Linked DNA regions of Mus musculus: region 2 is linked to region 1. The links are chromatin contacts, called in public promoter capture Hi-C maps. All regions are on one chromosome and are shown on one strand. The core of a region is the stretch at or near the end of the contact, and the rest is flanking DNA. Distances in the headings are between cores, read along the strand shown. Region 1 holds the start of Haus2 (HAUS augmin-like complex, subunit 2). Region 2 holds the start of Ckmt1 (creatine kinase, mitochondrial 1, ubiquitous).

Region 1 (7,960 bases), core at 2,117-4,616:
AGATTTGGGAGTCACTGAGGATGCTCTGTGGAAGCATGCTGAGCTCAAGGCAGTTCTCTTCCAGCCGGAGGACCTTGAGGCGAGGACAGCAGGATATCTTCACAGAGAGCTGAGAGATCTGTCAACAACCAAACAGTAAGAGGACAGAGAGCATAATGGCCACGTTACTACACTGAAACAGCTCTTGACTGTGTCCTAGTTTTTCTTTTACCGCCTCCGTTTTCTCACTACCTACTCGCACAGAAGCCTGTAACATACCTTCTGTTACTCCTCCACTTCCAAATTATTTGAAGGTTACCAGTAGCTTTTCAGAAATAAAAACCAATAATAAAAGCACTGTGTATTTATTGTAGGAAATAATGTAAGTTTAAGGGAAAAGCTTACCAGCAAGCTGCCACTCAGAAACAACCACATGAACATCTTGATACCTACCACTCTGCTGAAGCCAAAGTCATGCTTCCCACACTGCAGCATCTGCCTGGACTACCCATTTCTTGAGGCTCCCTCTAGTGCATGACTTCTGAATTTTTCCTGAAAATTTTTTGGGGGTGTCATTTTTTGTTGTTTGCTTTCTTTTTGTTTTTTTGAGACAGAATTTCTCTGAAGCACTGGCCTTGAACTTGCTCTGTAAACCAAGTTTGCCTCTAACTTAAGAGATCTCCCTGCCTCTGCCTCCTGAGTGTTGGGATGAAAGGCATGCATCACCACCACCCTTTTTATTTCTTTATAATTATATTCAAGCAGAAATAAATTCCTAATGCTTCCTATTTAACATTTAGAACCTTCTAGAAAACAATCATTCTTAAAACCATTTCACTTGTGACTTCAAAATCTGTATCAACAGTCCTGTGTACTAATCTCGAATACAGCTGTGTATCTACAGTTTTCACTAAAACTAAATTCTGGTCACTAAATTCTGTTGACTACCTGCATCTCAAACCATCACCTAGGAACTTACAGAAAATGCAGATTCTGCAGATTCTTAGACTTCTCACGTACTGAATCAAACACTTAGGTGACCTTAAGGTCCCCAGGTTATCCAAGTAAGGTCTGAGAAACTGGTCTAGTAGTAGGGAATGTGGAATTATTCAACGAATACCAATGACAGTTCTTTCCTAGAAATCTCAGGAAAAAGACAAAACCAACCTCAAAGGCTGAATATTATGCTAACTACAATTTAGCACAGTAATAACATGAACATAGTAGCTAATATACATGCATAATGTACATATACATAAATGCTAAAAACTCAAGGCTACCGAATCTCAAATGTTTCATCACTGTGCCTCATATCTGAAGCAGAGCACCATCTCCATACTAATGTTAACCAAGGAGCTTCAAAACATTTCACATGTAAAGTCGTCCAATTATAACGTAGCTCCAGAACAGCTATCACATGGATTTCTCAACAATTTCTAACGTCTGACTCTCAGATCCTATGGGTACAGGTCTCATTCCTACACTATATCACCCCTGACACGGCTCCTCACTAAATAATGGGTGTGAAAAGAAAATATCTGTAAAACCTTCGATAGGTTTAATTTTGTGTGTGTGTGTGTGTAATTATCTCACCCTGTTACTCCTTCCTCAAAACACTTTCAACACAATTACACAGCCACTATCAACCCACTCCATGATTCTGGGCATTGGAGTAAGTTCACCTTATATATCTTTTAGCTTCTAATTTCCAACTCCATGATTATCGTTTAAGGAACAAGAAATCAGAAGACCATAAATGCAAACATACACTGGGGAGAGGGGCAAAACAACACAAAGTATGGACCTGGTTCTGGTTGAGATTGAGTTCGATGGCCTGCAGCTCCCCAACTGTGTCAGGTATACTCCGAATCTGGTTTTTAGAGAGATCTACTACATCTAGATGTCTCAGGCAACAAAGCTGGGGGGGTAATGCTCCCAGCTGATTCCCAGAGAGGCTCAGCGTCTTCAGGGCAGACAACTGCCCAAAGGTAGATGGTAGCTCTCTCAGGTGATTGTTGTTGAGACTTAGTGTCTCTAGTTTTTTCAGATTGCATAATTCATCAGGTAGAACAGCTGGTGAAGAAGAAATTAAAAAACAAATCCGATAGAATTAATGACATTTATAAAAAGACAGTATGGTAGCCTGCTTCATCTTGTTTTTGAGACAGGATCTCATTAAGTTGTCTAGGATAGCCTTGAAATTAAGATCTTTCTGCCTCAACCTCTGAGTAGCTGGGGCTACTGTAGGTCTAAGTCACCAGGTCTGGCTTCTTACATAGAATTCTCACAGGTCATGTTTAGGTTTCACAAACTGTTTGGGAGGTTAAGAAGCCATCAAAATGCAGAAAATTGTGTATGTGTGTAAGGGGTTCCTTTTGCTTAGCTGTATTCTAAAAACGATCTGAGGGAGTTTAAAAGATCCTCCCATTCCACCCTGCCCCGAAATTAGATAACTGTTTATATCGATTCCCAAAGGTCTTCCAGGTCCAAATTAACCTAGTAATAATCATTATACCACCCAAAGAGGCTTTTATATTTAATTACAAGAGATTAAAGCTTCAATACTCTAACATTCTGCATCCCCTAAAATGATTTCATAACAAAAATCATCTAACAGGAAAAACACCCTTCATAACTGCTGATTACTAGCAAAAGCTGCCCAGACACAAATTCCATACTCAGTTTGTTGTTGTTGAGGGAGAGGCTCTTTAGCAGAGTGAACTTTCCTATTATCAGAGGCGGTAGGCTGTCAATCTTGTTGTTGGATAAATCGATGGTCCTAAGATTGCTTGTCAGCTTCTGCAACTCTGAGGGGAACTGGAGAAAGGAGCTCACAGTTTGGAAAAATCCTGCACCAATAGTCTTCGCCACCCCGCCAACCCTAGCCCTTTTAGTTTCTTGGTCCGGTCCCCTCAGGTCTCACCTCGGTCAGACCACGGTCTTTAAGCTGAAAGACACCAGTTTTCTGCGCTGTTTCCACATGAGCACGGAGAGCACTGTTACCCATCCTAGCGCCACGGCTCAGTTCCCTGCAGGAAAAGAAGCATAGCTGTCACCGCCTAGTCTAGACATACAGTCGTCGCTAAATCTCCCGTTTGGGTCTCCTGTCCCAATTGTCACCTTCTGCCTATCCCTACTTCCCTGGGGCCAGCCCAAGAGTGGCAAGGAGAAAACAGGCGAGCAGGCAGCGCTACCACAAGGTCCTGATGCTTTGGCAGCAGAGCTAAGGGCCAGGGAGCCTCCGATAGCTGCTGCCGGAACAGGGAGCTTGAGACTCGCCTCCTACCGCTCAGTGCAAAGAAGACTCCGCCAGGGAACACCGGGGACCCGCGCTCGCCTGAGACGCGCTCCCAGGGCTTCCGCCCGGGCAGGAACGCCCTGTGACATCATCAAACCGCGCGCCTGTTCGCGGTGTTGCCCCTCACTCCTCGCGCCAGTTCCAGAGGTGTGCGGAAGCCATGGCGGCCGCCAACCCGTGGGACCCAGCGTCCTCGCAGACTGCAGCTGGGTTACTGCTAAACCACTTGGTAGCTTCGGGCATAGTCACTAAGGTACGTGGGGGCGGCGATGGCGTCATCAAGGTGGCGACAGAATTCTGCTGTGAGGTGGTGGTCCTGGTTATGCGGGCGTGAGTGAGCCAGCTGAGGACTGTGACCATACTCCCGTGGGTTCTTCGAGTGTGAGGGACTGAGTGGCTGGTGCACTGAGTGACTGAGCACTCTGTTTTGAGTGCCTGCGGGTTATCCCAGGACGGTTTGTGGGAGATGGAACAGCGCTCCACTTTTTTTTTCTTCCAGTGACACTACCTCTAGAACAAGTGTTCCTAAGGCTGCGACCCTTTAATACAGTTCTTCTGTAGGACCCCCGATATGGGGACTCCTACTCTAGTCCAGGGATAGGGTGCACCCACGAACACACAAGAATCCTTCTTGTTGCAATACACACGAGGCTTTATTGGCAGAGCTCTGGGCCGACACGTACCTCACACAGGAGGCAGGGGAGTCGACCCCGAGTCTCCAGAGCTAGGGGTTTTTGTAAAAGAAAAAGGGATAGGGATGCGAGGAATTTTAACAAAGGTATGGGATTGGGTCATTCAAACATTAACAGTAAGATTACATGTCAGCCAAAGGGCATCCGGACCTTGTTCCTGTGGGCTGGGGGCTTAACTTTGTTCTCATAGCAACCAGGTGATGTATGAAGCAATGCTGGGCCTCCAAGAAAAGGCCAAAATCTTTCACAGCGTAATGCCATCACAGTTCACCCTTATTATTTTAGCACTATTTATTTAGAGACCGAGTCTTGCTGTGTAGCCCTAGATGGTCTGTAACTCACTATCCCTGGCATTACAGGTGTGTACCGCCATGCCTGGCTGTTAACTCACTTTATAAGATGATATGGCAAAGAGGAGAGGGTAATGGGATCTAATTCTTCCAGCTTGCTGAGAGATACTGGAAGATTTTTTAGTCTTTTTAGGTGTTTCCTTTTTTTTAATGGAGAGGTGTCCTCACTCTATCCTAGGCTAGCCTTGAACACTGAGCCATCTTCCTGCTTCCAGCTCCTAAGACTCCCAAGTCTCTCGTGTCAACCATATGGAGGGCTGAATTTAGATCCCTAACGCCCAAGTAAAAGCAGTATGTGATGGTGCGTGTCCTAGAGCTAGGGGCCAGATACAGGTGGGGCTTGCTGGCTAGCTAGTCTAACCCAATCTATGTTACTATTGGGGTCTGGGCTAGAAAGATTTAGGTTCCTGGCCTCTTATCTAAAGAATTGAAAACAGCTTTATTCTGAGGGAAGGAATAACACAGAATATAGAGAGATATAGCATCAAGATTGAAAGCAGAACACTACAAAGGTCCCAGGTTATAGCCTGAGCTCTAAAGGAAGGAATTGTTTACATACAGGCATGGTTTGAGTGGTTCTCTACTCTTTTTTTTTTTAAGATATATTTATTTTGTAAATGATTATTATATATATATGAATGTATGTGTATCATGTGCATGCCTGTTGCCCATGGAGGTCAGAAGAAAGCATTGGATCCCCATGGAACTGGAGTAAGCCCCCATGTGGTTGCTGGGAATTGAACCTGGGTCCTCTGCAAGAACAACAAATGCTCTTAAATGCCAAGCCAGCTTTCTTTCCAGTCCTGTTTCTCTACTTTGGTTGATAGATTAGGTCAAACATTCTTTTCTTCTAGTGTCCATGTTCCTTCCTATAGCATCTGATTTTAATCATATGTATACTGTAGTGCTTTGAGTGAAAATGGCCTCTATAGACTCATATATTTGAATACCTAGTACCCATTTGATGGAAGGATTTCACCTGTTTGGGAAATATTAGGAAATGTGGTCTTGGTGGAGGATGTTTGTCTTTGAGCGTGGGCTTGGAGGCTCTTTTGGCCTCATGCTTATCTCTCAACACGTAAGTTCTCAGCTTCTTCTCCCATGCTATTTCTGTCTGCAACCATGCTGTCTGTCAAGATAGTCATAGACTCATAGACTCTTAACTTATGGAAGCATGAGCCCAAAAATTAAATGCTTATGGAGGTCAGGTGATTAATGGAGTTTTGGCTGAAGTCCAACTCACTGTTAGGTCCATTGAGTTCCCAAACTTATCCTGTAGTTATTTCCCCAGTTCCAGAATGTATATTTGGGATAAATATACTTAGAAGTCGGCAGAATTCCCATATTGGTTTCCTGACTTGTGGAGTGAGGGCTATTATGTTTTGAAAGGCCAAATGGAAGACATCGAAGTTGCCTCTACCAGGAAAAATAGTGAATCAAAGACAGTATTACATCCTAGGAGGAATTGCAGAAATTAGCAACACAACCAAGGACCTAAAAGATGCAGGGGTGGTTGTTTACAACACATTTCCTTTTAACTATCCTATCTGGCCAGTACAGAGGACAGATGGATCATGGAGAGTGACACTATGACCATCAAAAATTTAATCCAGCTGGGCACTGGTGGGACATCCCTTTAATATCAGCACACAGATATGCAAAACATTCTCTCTCCCTCTCTCTCTCTCTCTGCATATGTGTGTATCTGTCTGTCTGTCTGTCTGTCTGTCTTGTGCACACACACACATACACACAAACATGGTGTTATGCTGTTCACTTAGAAAATAGAGGTGTGAAGGTTAGAAGTTGTAGGACATCCTTGGCTGTACAGCAAGCTCAAGGCTAGCTTGGGCTGCATGAGTCCTCATCAAAAATAAAAACAGATTTTAATATGTTCTTTATGTTAGCTGCAGCTGTGAACATACTATCGTTTTAGTCCCTTGTGTTGTATCTCGGTGTGCTAACTTTGAAACTTCTATGCTTTCCCTGATTATTTACCATAGGAGATGTTAGATGTATCTAAGAAAATGGCTCCTTGCTTTGTGAACTTTTCCAGATTACAACAGATCTCAGATATTCAAGCTGAAATCTACCAGGTAAATTATGAACTTTTCACTTCTACTTCTCCATTTAAAAAGTGTGGTGTATGCTGGGTTGTATTTTAGAGAAAATGTGGGTGCTTAGCTACAAGAGTCCTTGGGTTTGATGCCCGACTTTAAACTAAACCAAACAAAACACTTCTTAATTTTTTTTGAATAGTGTTCTTTTGCAATTAAAACAATGTTTAAGGCCGGGCGTGGTGGTGCACGCCTTTAATCCCAGCACTCGGGAGGCAGAGGCAGGCGGATTTCTGAGTTGGAGGCCAGCCTGGTCTACAAAGTGGGTTCCAGGACAGCCAGGGCTATACAGAGAAACCCTGTCTCGAAAAACCAAAAAAAAAAAAAAAAAAAAAAAAAAACAATGTTTAGTGCATGGCTGATAGGGACTTGTTCTATTAGTTAATTGTAGAACAGGAAGTCAAGATACCAAAATGAAAGCTCCAACGATTTTCCTGGCTATCATATAAAGCACCCTTCCATCCTTCCATCCCATTTAAGGAATATATTTATGTCTTGTACCATGTTTCTGTAGCTTGTCCATTTTTATCAGTGTTTTAAGATTCTAACTTCAGGACGTTTTCTGAGTGAGCTAAAGTTTACTTTTGTTCCTCATGTAGAACAATCTGGAACTTGAACTTTTGAAGCTAGAAAAGGATACAGCAGATCTTATTCATCCTTCCCATTTGAGTAAGTTTGCTTAAGAGAACAATCACTAGGATTTCAGCTTGCTCTTGAATTATACCAGCATATAAACACCACGCAGTAGAATTCTAATGTCATAATCTTTCCCAGGTATTGCCCCATAGACATGCCCTAACATGTTTTCAGGGTTATTGTTTCATTTTTTAGGCAGGGTCTTACTATGTACCTTTAGCTATGTAGTTCTAGCTATGAACCAGTCCAGTTGATTGACTAGTGGAAACAGTATACAGACATGGCCTGACTGACTTCTCTGCTAATCTGGAGCTTAATGATGTACAAGGAAAAAAAGATTTACTTCACTCATGGGTTTGGAGGGACACGGTAGCTCAGCTGTAGTGATGCCATTCTAGCACTGGAGGTCTTGACAAGAAGGGACATAATATTGCAGGACAAGAATTCAGAGAATCCAGGGATCAGTTTCACTCTTCTATAACATCGGTTCCAAGAGAACTAACCAGTAATCAGAAACTGGGCAGAACTAAGTTTTTGTTTATGTTTTTTGTTTTGTTTTGAAGCTCAAACAAGCAGAGTTTAAGAAGAAGAATATTGAGATGGCTCATTTGTTGAGATCACTGGCTCATACACATACTCATACACATACACATAAAAGCAACACTTTTCATTTTTAAAAAGTAGTAAAATAATAGCACTTTGCAGCAGGAAGGGTTTTGTTTATTTGTTTGTTGTGAGACAAGGTCTCACTATGAAGGCTAGACAAGGCTGGTCTTAAACCCCTGAGATCCACCTGCCTCTGCCTCCTTAATATTTTGACTAAAGTCATGTGCAGGTGGATCTGCATACCTAGCAGGAAGGGGTCTTGAAAATTAGTTGCGCTAAGTT
Region 2 (7,960 bases), core at 2,446-4,945, 750 kb after region 1:
ACAACCCAGTCCCTCTCCTCCTCCCAGAGTCCCCAGCTCTGCCCCTGCAAGCCTTCCATCTTCCCAGGTTCTCCTTATTACTCCCTTGGACCCCTCCACACCCGTCTGCTCTCCCACTGACCCCCTCGGCCGTCCTCTCTCTCTCGGCGCCGGGTCACGAATCCCGCCCTCCCATCCAGACTGCACTCGCTTCTGCCCGCCCCCGCCGTCCCCGCCTCGCTCTCCCTACGCTGACATTGAGGCCTCCCGGCTGCGCCACTCCGAAGCTGTCCCCACCCGGGACTACCCACGGCCCCGAGCGCAGGCCGAGCCCCTCGCCGAGCCCACCCTTCCCGATACCGCCCCCAGCCCCAGCCACTCCCCCACCGCCCCCGGCCCGCACTCACCCGCCTCCCTCCGCTCGCGCAGCCGAACCTGCCGGCAGCGACACCTGACAGCGGCCCAATCAAAGCGCGACTTCTTTGCGGTCCCGCCAATCCGCAGAGGGCGCGCACCGGCAACAGTCAGGCTGCGTTGGCCGGAGCCTCAGAATGGAGGAGGGTGGCTCCTAGTGGCCGCACGGGGGAATGCAACCTGATGCTGCTCTGCCTCTTGATTTCCTACTGCGTTGCCTGCCAGTCCACAACCTTGGTCTCTAGAAAGACTAACCAGCGAGACCAATGGAATGGAGACACGGGGAGAAGAGGCAAAGTTTGTGACGTTGCACCTCCTCCAGGCGGGGGGGGAAACCGAGTCTTTTTTTCCTGTAAAGCAAAACAAAGTGTGATTAAAGATAGACATAAGCTGAAAATATAGACATAGCTGAGAATCGCTAGGGATGCTGGAGACAAACGCATAAACAAACAGAGAAGCAGATAGAAGTTAAGGGGAGGAATAAAGAAACTAATTTGTAAAAGATACAAGAAAACGGTGGGCAAGGAAAACTGAGAAAACTGGATTCTGTCTCCACATCCTGCTTCTTCTCTGTTCTCTAGCCTTGGAATCTGAAACGCTGGGTTTGAATCCTCCTCTTATCTTTAAAACCTCGTAGCCTTGGGAAAGTCACTTGACTTCCCAGAGGCTCCACTCTGCTTATTTGTAAGGGTGGAACTAAATACTTAATATACATACACAGTGCTGCTGCTTGTGACAAAGTGCTTGAGAAAATTTAAGGGGAAAGAGATTTATTTTGGTCCAGGGTTTCAGGAGTTTTGCTCCTTAGCTCCATTGCTTGGGCCACGAGGAGAGGCAGAACATAAATGGTGGCTGGGTAAAAGCCACTTGCTTGTTGGCTGACAGCAAGCAAAGAGGGAGGAATGGGCAAAGGGCAGATGTATTGTCCAAGGCATGCTCAAAGGGACCCACTTTCTCCAACTAAGCCTCACATCCTCCCTTTCAGCATGTCCCAATAATCTTATCACATTATGAATTCATCAAGGGATAAATCCATTAATTAGAGTAGAGCCCTTTTGAGCTTTTTGCAATAGCTGGTAATTAACCAAACCCCAATACATGAGCCAGTAAAGAACATTTCTTATCGAAAAAGAATTGATGATACTGATGATATGAAAGCATTATTTACGCATATGTTACTGTTGACCTTGAATCTTCATTTAGGAGTTTGAGTGCCCCCATTTGTTCTCTATAATTTTGGGAACCTAGGAATTGTCCTAGTTAGATGCCTCATCTTACTGAAACCTCTGCCCCAGGCTTCCTGAATTGATAGAGATAGATTCTAAGAGCAGAATCTACAAAGAATCAGTGATAGTTAGGGCTCAGACTCATTCCTCTTCTACCACTCCAACCCTGGGAGCGAGTAATTACCGCAGCTCCCAGCTGTAAACAGCCTCCAGCGACCCCACTGGCATACTGAGCCTCACAAAGAATTTAAAAAGTGCACAAATCGATGAGCCCTCTTGGAAGAGCTATTGTTTCCCATAGGAAGGCATTTTCCAAATTTGAATGACTTCTCTGTACCCTGGCTGCCTTTACTTCTTCTGTTAGCCTCTCTTCCCACACCCCACCTCCTGAACACCTTCTCAGCCAAATAATAGCCCAATTGCTCTCGAAGACTATCTCCTCCTTTTATCTGGGTAAATATACACCATCCCAAGTAATTATATTCACTTACTCATACCTACTCCTTAACCTGGATAATGAACACCCACAGCACAGGTAACATTTTTTTTCCCTCTCCAAAAATAAGGAAGTTCCACCAGTAGATCTCTATTCTTGGAAAATGTGTTATTTTACCAAGAGAAGAGGCTTAAGTAATGGAGCCAAAAGTGAAATGGATTCTTTCTAAGGATACTCACCAATGAGAAAGGTCAGAAAGGAGACATATGGGGTGGGGACTTGAGGGAAATAAAGGAATGTATATTAGTTGGGCCAGTGGGGATTATGAAGGGTAATTCTTTTTCCCAAGTACTTTCTTACAACTTCCAAATATCTTACTGTCTTCTGGAACATCAGGAAGCTGAAGGTAGACATATTAATGGCAATATGTCTGCTTTGCTTTGGCTGGCCCTCCGCACCCAAACCTCAGGTCTCTATCTCAGCTTCAGCTTTCATTCCCCTTCCTGCACTAATAAAAGTCAAGTTGCTCCTAGCCCAGCACGTAGCTGTGGAAACAAACCCTCTTGAGTCTGAGTATGCACTTCGCAAAAGAGAGAGCGGACCAGGAAGAAGACAGAGACTCCCTGATGACCTTATGCCCTTGGATACTACCAGCCTTCACACTCCAGATTAAACTGCCTTAGCAAGCCAAGAGAGGAAGCACGAGTGGTTCGGGAGACCTGTGCCTGCCTGTTCCATTCCACACCCAGTCATCTCACCACACCCTCCTCCTCTCTTTATATTCCCCCTCCAGTCCAGGAACTGCCAGCTGCAGAGAAGAAGGAAGAGAAGGAAGAAGAAACTCACCATTCCCTGCCCAACCCCAGCCCCACACCCAGAGCAATCAACAGGTAGGCTTTCAGACACTACTCAGGAAGAGTCCTTCGAACAGCAAACAGATTTAAGCCTGGAAAAGAAGAAGAGAAATAAAAGATCAAAGGTGAAGCAGGGGTTAGAGTAGAGGAAAAAAAGAAAAAAAAAGCAGGTCCCCAATGAGAGGCAGGAAATAGCCAAGCTGAAGACTTGGAGGCAGTGAGTTTGGGAGACAGAATAGACAGGATAAGAGCCAATAGCTTTCTGATTCTTAAGGGATCCTTTCTCAATCTTATTAGGAAAGCATAGGTGTAGCTGGGAGTTCCCTGGTGCTCTTCCTGGTTCTTAGGGGAAGGTGACCTTGAGGCTGTGCTGTCTTTCCCCTGAGCTCGCTCAGTCTTCCTCCTCTATCTGTTTATTCTGTGGTTTTCCTGCGGCTGACTCTCCTGGGGAAAATGGAGAGATGGCGTGCAGATCGAATTCAGAAAAGAGGCTGGGCAATGTCAACCTCCCCACCCCCACCCCTAAAACCCAGAAAATAGACGGATTGGGTTTCAGATTTAAACAGAGAGGGTATGAAAGAAGGGGGGTTTCAGGTTCGGGAATCCCTGTGGTGCTGTCCTCTACTTAGTGCTGAAATCTGACCACCCTCATCCTTGGTGGGCGTCTGTCTCCAGCCTCAGGGAGTAAATCTCCGGTCTTCTTAATTACCTGGCTAGTGCTACCCAACCCCACCCCCGCACACCTAGCGCGGTGGCAGGCGGGAAGGCGGAGCCTGAGTGAGCCCCACCCCTGGAGACTGCGGCTGGGGCCTCCCTCTGCTCTGGCTGGCTCCTTGCTTCGCTGCGCTTCTCCTGCAGCCTGGTAGGCACCGGCTGCCACTTCAGCTTCAGCCTTCATCGTGACCCCTATTTTGGCTCCAGTCTCCGACCCAGCTCCGTCCTCTCTCTACCCGGTTGCATCTTCCCTCCTAGTTCCTGACTTGCGCCAGATCCTGCTCTGAATCTTTGTAGCCGCATCCCCAAGCCATGGCTGGTCCCTTCTCCCGTCTGCTGTCTGCCCGCCCTGGACTCAGGCTCCTGGCTTTGGCTGGAGCTGGGTCTCTCACCGCCGGGATTCTGCTCCGCCCGGAATCTGTAGGAGCTGCCGCTGCTGAACGGAGGAGACTGTATCCCCCGAGGTATTAGAGCCTGAGATGCACGAGGTGGGGGCTGGGGGTGGTAGTGGTGGTGATGGGAACCGAACAGGTAGAGAGGATAACCTGAGCAAAAGATAGGCCTCGAAGATGGATTTCCTGTACAGTTTGGAGATCCTAGCCCTGTAATGGAAGAACATGTCTAAGGACATGTCACCCGATGTCACTGCCTCCACACCAGCTTTACCTTTGCAAATTCTAGGTTCACCCACTGCCCAAATCCTTTTTGGATGACTAGAAGCTTTTTTTTTTTTTTTTAATCTCGACCTATTCTCCTTGTTCTCCCGAATTCTCCTGAGTCTCTCCCCTCCCCCATCTCTAATGTTATGCTCACTAGAGAAAAGCAACTCTGTAGACAAGGGGGAATTGAGGTGTTAGAACTATTAGGAAAGAAAAGACCCTGGAAATCCCTGAAGAGATTATCAAGATTTAGCCTACCTCTAATTCCCCCTCCTTCCAATAAGCAAAGCCAGACATGGCTCACTGGACAGCTCCCAGCTGACATCAGTAGGTCTAGGCTCCTGTGCCCTCCCTCCATGGTTACTGGGTACCCCCTTCCCAGCGCTGAGTACCCAGACCTCCGAAAGCACAACAACTGCATGGCCAGTCACCTGACCCCAGCAGTCTATGCACGGCTCTGCGACAAGACCACACCCACTGGTTGGACACTAGATCAGTGCATCCAGACTGGAGTGGACAACCCTGGCCACCCCTTCATCAAGACTGTGGGCATGGTGGCTGGAGATGAGGAGACCTATGAGGTAGGGGGCCCCTCAGAAATCCCAGTTCCTTCCTCCTAAAGATCCCTCATGTCTGTTCCCTCAAGACTCTGGATTGTCTATACTCAAACGTTCTGATCCAGTGATATCAATCTACAACTCAAGTGTTTCTTCTTTATAATCGCCTCTTCCTCTTAACTCCTTTTCAGGTATTTGCTGAACTGTTTGACCCTGTGATCCAAGAGCGGCATAATGGATATGACCCCAGAACAATGAAGCACACCACTGACCTTGATGCCAGTAAAGTGAGCCAAATGTGACACTTCCGATATGTGCAGCCTTGTGCACAATGTTCTGTATCTCCAATCATTACACCTTGTTTCCTGACTCAGGGTTAGACTGCTGAGCTTTGTATATTGATAAGAGAAAGAATTGCATATCTTGAAGTATAGCAGATAGGAGGACGTAGTGGATAAGAGTCTGGATAATGGAGTTGAGGAGAATCTGATCAAAGTACAAAATGGTGAAAGAATTTTTAAGAAGTGACTATGTCCTGGCTGGGTGTGGTGGCTCACACCTGTAATCTCAGCTCTCAGACGGCTCAGAAGAGCCCTCCTCCCTCCACCAAAAAAAAAAAAAAAAAAAAAAAAAAAAAAAAAAAAAGGCTGTACCCAAAGTGAGAAATGTGGAGAAATGACCACAGTGTTTTCAGTTAGCATGCCTGTCCAATGTGTCTTCCTTCTGGCACCTGCTTTATAATCCCCAAGAGTTCCCACCTGCTGTGTTTCTATGATTTATAGTCATTTCTCTTATTCCTCAGATCCGTTCTGGCTACTTTGATGAGAGGTATGTATTGTCTTCAAGAGTCAGAACTGGCCGAAGTATCAGGGGACTCAGTCTCCCTCCAGCCTGCACTCGGGCAGAGCGAAGAGAGGTAGAACGTGTTGTGGTGGATGCTCTGAGTGGCCTGAAGGGTGACCTGGCTGGACGGTACTATAGGCTCAGTGAGATGACGGAGGCCGAACAGCAGCAGCTTATTGATGTGAGGGCCCTTGACAGGGAACGGGATTGTGGAAAAAGAGGTGGAGGGGAGAGTGGACCAGAAAAGGTAGATGGCCTGGATGGTACTGTGAGAATTCTTAGACCCAATCCCTTTATTCTCCTCAGGACCATTTTCTGTTTGATAAACCTGTGTCCCCATTGCTGACTGCAGCAGGAATGGCTCGAGACTGGCCTGATGCTCGAGGGATCTGGTATGGAGCCAACACACTTTTTTGGTTTTTTTTTCCCCCTTGTATGTGCAAAGTTTTTTCTCCATCTACCCCAGTGCTTGTCTTGCCCACTGATGGCTATACCTATCCTGCCCTCAGGCACAACAATGAGAAGAGTTTCTTGATCTGGGTGAATGAGGAGGACCACACACGGGTCATCTCTATGGAGAAAGGCGGCAACATGAAGAGAGTGTTTGAAAGATTCTGCCGGGGCCTCAAAGAGGTTGGAGAAGGGTATACCAGGGAGCTAGGGGAGAGGAAATGAGAAATACCACACAGCAGCATAGCTAGATCGGCTATATCACTTGTCAGTCAACGCAGAGTATTTCTGATAGTAGAAAGGGTCATTATCATGCTAGGATAATAGTTACAAACCAGGGCCATCCTTGGAAAACCAGGGCATATAGTTACTCTAAAAATAGAAAGAGTGTCAGTAACCTAAGGAAGGAAATAAAGCATAATCTTTGCCAAGTAATGAAAAGAAGGAACCAATGATCAGCAAGCCAGTGCCGGGGTAGGTGGTATGAGGTAGTATGTGCAGTTAAGGAGAACGTTTGAGCCTGGACTGATGGAAGGCATGAGAGATTGGTTTGTTCATGATACATCACCAAGTTCTGAGCCAAGGCTCACCTTGGCTCTGGAGATCTAGCATTGCATCTAGGCTCTAAGCAGAAAGTGCTAGAGAGACTAGGGAAGGTGGAGGCTGAACTGGCTTAAGCTCTAGAATGTGCGTTTCTGGATGAGAGGTGACTGGGCAGGCTTGCATGGGCAGGGTTTCTACATTTATTCTATGTTAGAAACTGCCATAGATCTGATCCTTGATGTATTTTCTTGTATCTACAGTTTTATTTTTGGACTTGTAAAGAAAGGGTGCTTCTCTTTTAGATTCTAGCCAGGAAGCTCACACTATTTTCGGCAAGGAATGGATAATGTTCTATGAGTGCATAGAGAAATACTCTTTAATTATATGACTCTGTTTATTTGTCTATAAAGTTGAGGACTAAATGAAATAATGTAGGCAGAGGAATTGTTCTATAATAAGTGTTAGCTTTAGCATGTAAAAATCTCCATGCTTGTGATTCCTTCTGAGTTACAGAGCATCATCTTTAGGTAGTGTGGTCTTTGTGTCTATTGCTCTGGCAGGCCCCTGTCTCTTCCATCCTAATAGTCATTATGGTGGTCAGGAAAGCAAGAACATCTCTTGAAGTCCCCCTCTTCTCACATGTACCTGTGAATCTGGCTTCTCTGCTGTACCTTCTCATGTCTCCCTGCTCTATTATCCATGTTCCTTTTATAGCTAAGAGTAGGCTCTCCTGCCTTAGCACCTCGTTTCTGTCCAAAGGGACCCTTTGTCAAAGATGTAATTGATGCATGAGAACTCCCTGTCCTGTTTACTACTTCTATTCATTTCCCAAGTCACTCTTAATGTATCATTCTCCAAAGCTTCTTCTACGAACAATCTATCTGCCACAATCTTATCAGCATGCATATAATGCAACATCCAAGTGTCCTTCCATGTGCAATGACAATAAGTTTTAACAACAACAAAGAGCATGTCATTCATCGATCCTCAAGTTTCTCGTTGTAGACATAGTTCTAGAATGTCTGTGGGGCTAAGAGCGACCCCTCCCTCCCTGATTTTTCACAACAGAACCTCTGTTGACACAGGTGGAGAAGCTGATCCAGGAACGAGGCTGGGAGTTCATGTGGAATGAGCGTTTAGGCTACATCTTGACCTGTCCATCTAACCTGGGCACTGGACTTCGGGCAGGAGTCCACATCAAACTGCCACTGCTGAGCAAAGTAAAGGATATGTGGGGCTAGAGGGGGTGTAAGAAGGGGGACTTGGAAGGGGATGGAGGAGACAC

Evidence for each region. Capture Hi-C pulls out chosen DNA fragments and counts their contacts.
Region 2: a contact with region 1 is called in a promoter capture Hi-C map of pancreatic islet. The contact joins the promoter of Ckmt1 here to the promoter of Haus2 in region 1. A contact is called at or near these places in 1 of 39 promoter capture datasets (liver), 1 of 484 Hi-C or Micro-C datasets (cerebral cortex) and 2 of 9 other capture datasets (adipose tissue and pancreatic islet).

The regions. Positions count from the first base shown.
Region 1 is chr2:120,606,016-120,613,975 of GRCm38.p6, forward strand. It overlaps Haus2 (HAUS augmin-like complex, subunit 2), which reads left to right and starts at 3,367. Exons shown (of 6, transcript NM_025475.3): 1 at 3,367-3,530; 2 at 6,323-6,415; 3 at 7,036-7,105. The coding sequence starts at 3,438. Lrrc57 (leucine rich repeat containing 57) reads right to left here and starts at 3,343. Exons shown (of 6, transcript NM_001159612.1): 1 at 3,100-3,343; 2 at 2,903-3,008; 3 at 2,658-2,796; 4 at 1,784-2,052; 5 at 1-118. The coding sequence starts at 2,986.
Region 2 is chr2:121,354,915-121,362,874 of GRCm38.p6, forward strand. Ckmt1 (creatine kinase, mitochondrial 1, ubiquitous) reads left to right here and starts at 3,696. Exons shown (of 9, transcript NM_009897.3): 1 at 3,696-4,087; 2 at 4,665-4,863; 3 at 5,031-5,126; 4 at 5,642-5,863; 5 at 5,989-6,074; 6 at 6,192-6,315; 7 at 7,761-7,895. The coding sequence starts at 3,936. Gm33947 (a long non-coding RNA gene) reads right to left here and starts at 3,905. Exons shown (of 2, transcript XR_374934.4): 1 at 3,268-3,905; 2 at 2,901-3,001. It also overlaps a transcript of Ppip5k1 not described here.